Linked DNA regions of Mus musculus: region 2 is linked to region 1. Evidence: chromatin contacts called from public promoter capture Hi-C data. All regions are on one chromosome and are shown on one strand. The core of a region is the stretch at or near the end of the contact, and the rest is flanking DNA. Distances in the headings are between cores, read along the strand shown.

What was found. Capture Hi-C pulls out chosen DNA fragments and counts their contacts.
Region 2: a contact with region 1 is called in a promoter capture Hi-C map of adipose tissue. The contact joins the promoter of Ang here to the promoter of Rnase10 in region 1. A contact is called at or near these places in 8 of 39 promoter capture datasets (the 3T3-L1 cell line, 3T3-L1-derived adipocytes, embryonic stem cells and 3 more), 4 of 484 Hi-C or Micro-C datasets (LSK cells, liver and uterus), 9 of 115 datasets of contacts at active chromatin or transcription factors (the 230-238 cell line, effector CD8 T cells, embryonic stem cells and 4 more) and 3 of 9 other capture datasets (adipose tissue, liver and macrophages).

What each region holds. Positions count from the first base shown.
Region 1 is chr14:51,006,630-51,009,224 of GRCm38.p6, reverse strand. Rnase10 (ribonuclease, RNase A family, 10 (non-active)) reads right to left here and starts at 1,296. Exons shown (of 2, transcript NM_029145.3): 1 at 1,153-1,296. The coding sequence starts at 1,258.
Region 2 is chr14:51,094,699-51,097,293 of GRCm38.p6, reverse strand. It overlaps Ang (angiogenin, ribonuclease, RNase A family, 5), which reads right to left and starts at 1,294. Exons shown (of 2, transcript NM_007447.3): 1 at 821-1,294. Rnase4 (ribonuclease, RNase A family 4) reads right to left here and starts at 1,294. Exons shown (of 2, transcript NM_201239.3): 1 at 821-1,294.

The sequences.
Region 1 (2,595 bases), core at 47-2,546:
CCCCTGCCATGGTTGGCCAACGCCAGCAAAATAGACCTTGAGTACTCCACTGAATTCTCCCCGTTACTCCACCTACCTAAGGAAATGAATCTCTTTCTTGAACACTTCTTCTGCCCCTTCTCCTCACATTCCCCATTCCTGTGTGGGTCTTGAGGATTGGAAAGTGGCTAACAGAAGTGACTGTAAGCTGGTCCTTGTCTGAGTAATCAGTGAGGAAACTTGATGCCACTCCATCCTCTCTAGCCCCCGCCCACCGATTCTTAAACAGAAATTATTCTCGAATCACCAAAGAGAGTAGCTAAGCCAAATGAGTACAGAGAAATTCTTAGAGACAACCTTGCTCTAGGAAGCATTGTGTCCATTTTTATCCCAGATTTATTTTGCTTGTTATTATTACCCTTTTCCCAAAAAGGAATAAAAATGAACTGAAAGAGAAATGGGTTCGTTCTCACTCCTAAAGTAAAGCTGCAGAAATGTGCAGTCAGCCCAGGCCTCTGCTACATCTTGTCATTTGTATTTCTATTTGTGGTTAGGGAAGAAATGCAGTACGGCTTTCTCAGGCTCCAGCTATTTTGGCAGCCGCTCTTGGTTGGGGGCCATCCCAGAACTAAGGCAGGAAGATGTAGCTGAAAGGAAGTTACAGTCTTTGCAGTCAACAGCTCTGGGCTCCAAATTGTTAAACTTGTTATGAAACGTGGAAAGTGCATGCTGTGTGTGAGCAGACTCTGAAGCCGAGGACTCGGGGAAGGGCACGGTTGGCCTTCTTGCTCAACAGTCACCCAGCGCTGAGGAAATCTCACATAGAATTTATCTTGGCCAAAAACTAGCATCCATCATTACAGTGGCAATAACATTACATTGGCACAGCATGTGGAAAATACTGCAGAGTGTGCACACTGGCTGTCATTGACTCAAGTGACTCTGACGTTGTTAGAAGCTTGCCAGAGCAGACTGGTGAGATAAACCAGGAAAGATTTCCTTTAGTAAAAACTTGCCAGAGCTTGTTTTTGTTTTAAAGAAGAGGAGAGAAAGAAATTTCAAGAGAATGAAACTGAATGGGCTGTGGATGTGGCTCAGCTGCTAGAGATCTTGCCTAGAATACATGAGGCCCCGGCTTTGCTCTCTGAGGTACCCGACCCTGACGTGGCTTACCTACACTTGTAAGCAGCTTTAGATAGTCTTGGCTCTTCCTATGTCCCCAGTTCTGCTCTCCTAGAGCGTCCTTCTCTGTGAGCTGTACCCAGAAACTGCTCTCCATACAAGTAGCTATCTCCTTGTGTGCTGAGGGCTTTTAAACACAGCCGGATCTCCTGAACCCATGCCTCTCCCCTTCTTTCCTTCCCAGCACAGAATGGACACACTCAGCTAATGTGTCTTTCTGCTCCCACAAACACTTTGAAGTAAAGAAATTTAAGCAAACGACAGGAAGTATCCTCTACCTGGAAGAACTGCAGACAGTTGTATTCCATCAACTGTTCTACTCTGAGTTCCGCCCACTGACCTGTGGTTTAGAACAGTCTCACCTTGTGCCTGAGTCCCAAGCCTGATTGTCTTGTTTTCTACACATACTGCCTTCAGCCCTTTCCCATCACTTCTGGAATGGTAGTATCTGGCGTCTTGTTTTTATTTTTGTTTGCGGCACCTTTCCAATACTGCTTTTCACATTTTTGCAAGGGTAGCATGACTTCATTTGATTATTTGCAGTGGGGAAAAAAAAATCCAGATTTTGTAAATGTAGTTATTTGGCTCTTGAAAAGGAACATGAAAGCAGAACAACTCATCAATCAGCTCCTACATGTGGTGAACTAAACCAGTGAGGTCACCGTGTCCAATAGATGTTCCTTTCTCCAGCTGAAGGCTGAGCATCTGGGACTGATAAGGCACGGCACAGATCATCTCCAGATGATGACGATGATCATCTCCCGAGACGCATGCTTTCTGTAGTCATTATGCAGGAGACCCAAGTGGTGAGCTCAGAGTTCTGCTGTCTACAGGCTTTGGGGGGGGGGGGAGGTTGTTTTTGTTTTTCCTTTTGTTTGTTTGGTTTTTGGCCTTTTGAGCTACAGTTCATTCTCAAATGGTCAACAAAAGTGTAAGTAGAGACTAAAACCTCACCTTGCTCCCTGCTAAACTAACTGCATTAAGACTGGCACAAAGTCTTCTTCAGGTAAAGGAAAAGGCCTTCTTTGTAAATCACATGAAGGAGCTGCTGCGGTCTGAGGATTCAGATAGATGGTTTTACATTTTAGTTCACTTGCACAGTAGTGACCTCATGTGGCCTTCCGGACTTCTTTACCAGAGGAGGTTAGAATTATTCCCCCAGTTTTATAATAAACTTGAAGCCTTGAGATGTTCAGCGATTAGCAGAATACGGAGGGCGGGGGATGGGTTCCTGCTTTGCCAGCTGCCACCCATTGCTCCTTGTCTTTGTGAACAAAATCTCCAGAAAGAAGCTATGGCTGCAGAGACTGACTGGTTAGAAGTATAGTACTGTGGAGAGACTTACCTTATTACTTTATCTTGGACTAGTTCTAGCCTTCCAGAACTGCCATTTCTTGCCTGTATCTGTGTTGGAACTAACATCTTGTGACTACC
Region 2 (2,595 bases), core at 45-2,544, 88 kb before region 1:
AATGTGATAAACACCCTTCTCCTAGGTATACTCTCCCTACTTTGTGTATCTTCATAACAGTCCAACTGGACTAGAACACCCTGTGCCTGGTCTTCCTCCTGTCTTTCCTCCTTTCTCCCCTCAACCTAGCATCTTTTGATCTTGGTTCATGTTCCTCTTTGTTTTTAAGGAGCGTCCATAACTTTTTCTTTTTTCTTCCTTCTTTTTTTTTTTTAGGAAAGAATTGAGTAGGAAATACTGCTGAAAGTACTTCCTGATTCCGGGTTTTCCTTTTTTTTTTTTTTTTTTTTTTTTCTTTTCTTTTCTTTCCTTTTTCTTTTTGGAGACAGGCTTTCTCTGGGTAGCCCTGGCTGTCCTGGAACTCACTTTATAGACCAGACTGGCCTTGAACTCAGAGATCTGCCTGCCTCTACCACCCCAGTGCTGAAATTAAAGGTGTGGACCACCACCACCAGACTCGGGGTTTTCCTTATTATTCCTGCCAAGCCAAGCTTGTTATGGAGGAAACACGACAGATCACATGCCCTTCTGCAAATGGCTTCCTAAGCCTTTGGGGGCTTTTAATCACAATTGAAGAAACCCTCCTATATCTCCATCTCCTTGATCGAAATCCCATTAATTGCTTCCCAGATACAAACCACACCAAATAATCCTGTTTTCATTTTAAATTTTAACTCTTACTCGTTTTCTTTTTAATGTGCAAGTTTGAGTCCAGAAAGCGTAAGGGGTGTTAGTCAGTTTCACTAAAATAGATGAACTGCTAGAAAGAGCACAGAGGAAAAGAAGCAGAGAGTTGAACACCCACAAGGAAGAATCTTACCAAAGCTGGCCAGCTTTCCTCCGACTGGGAATGTGTCCAGCTGCGTGCTCCTGGAGACAGGGTCCTGCGGTGTGAAGCTAGAGGCTCCTCACAGGCTGGTAATATACAGTGCTCATGTGACGGGGTGGGGAGAACCTATCTAAGGATCTTTACTTTGGCAGCGACTTGTAAACCAAGGCCACTAATCATGGGCAAACAAGGAGTCATTCACCTTTCCCCTGAGCATGCCTGGGTCAAATATTAACCACCTGGTGGACCACACATCTCTTTCAGCAATGATAATGTTTGCTAAGCACGGCCTTTTGTTCCTAAGCTGCCTCTTTCCTTATGTGTATGGTCCTTATCCTTGCTCAGGGTAGGACTGAAGTTTCACTGTGCATATGCCATAGATCCAAAAACATATTATCCCTGACGTTCAGGCCAACTTCAGGAACTACTTTGAAAGAAGTCTAAAGGAAGGAGTGAGGCAACTGTGCCCCCACCTCTCCAACCCCCAGAAATACACACAGCACTTCCTGGGCTCCTCCTCCCTCTGTCCATCCTCTGGAGAAAAAAGAATATATATTTATGGCTACTCAGCTTCCTGTTCTTTAAAGCACAGTTGCAAAACCAGCTGTCTACATCTAAGCATTATGGGAACCAAGTACAGAAGAAATTATGCATGTCTGCTCTGCTTATGAGGTAACTCTAAGATCGAAGAGTAGACAAGCCACGGGGTCAGACTTCTAAAACCCAGAAAGTACACAGTGAGGTAGTGAAGAAATCTACTAGAATTGTTCTAACAGATTCATCTTCAAGGCTGGACAGATCGCTCAGTGGTTGCAGGCACTTACTCAGGTTCAGTTCTCAGACCCACATGGCAGTTCCCAACCATATGTAGTGATGCCTTCATCTGGTCTCCCTGGGCATTGCATATGTGTGGTACACAGACATACATGCAGATAAATAAATACATACAATTTTAAAAGTTGCCATACATTTATCTTGTATATAGGGCAAAGTTGCAATATTTTAGCTCCTTGTCAATTTCTAGATTTTGCTCCATCATTGTGTAGATATTTATGTGTGATTTAAGCTGTACTAATTTCTAAAAGCAAAAATAGGGATGGGAGACCTACAGGTTGTCAGCGGAGTAGAGGTGGAGGCAGGGGCAAAGCATCTCTCACTGTGTGGAAGCGTGCTGGGGATGTCTGAGGTGAGTCTGGGCACAAAAAAAAAAAAAAAAAAAAAAAAACGAGAGCATCAGCTGACTCGCCGTAGCAGGAGGAAGAATTCAGCACTCCAGCATCTTCAGACTCCCTCAGCAAGGCTGGTCCTCTGTGTGGCAGGAACAGGGAACCCTCAGAAAGCAGCAAAAATGCAAGCAGGCAGCTTTGGGGCGCTGACTTGCAGACATGTTCACACCCGGACTTGGGAACACTTGGGGAAGACTGCACTGGTATAAAGGACCCACAGTACGGTCGGGATGGATCTGGATTCACTTCCGTTGGTGTAACTGAAGAAATGGGCTGCCAACATTCCTTTAAGTTAGTTAATCTCAGTGTCTCTCCATTGGGTGGATCCTTTCCAGAGAAGAATTTTTACTTACTCATTTCTATATTCTCAGTGACTGACACATAAGTCCTCATCAACTGATCTAGAGCCTCTAACCACGAAAAACATTCTGGGCTTCTCTTTAAAGGTTCAGAGATGCAAGATTTGGTAGCAGTTATTAAATAAACTTGATTGCTAAGCCGAGCAATCTCTGGCTGTGGGAGCTGGAAGATGCTTCCCCT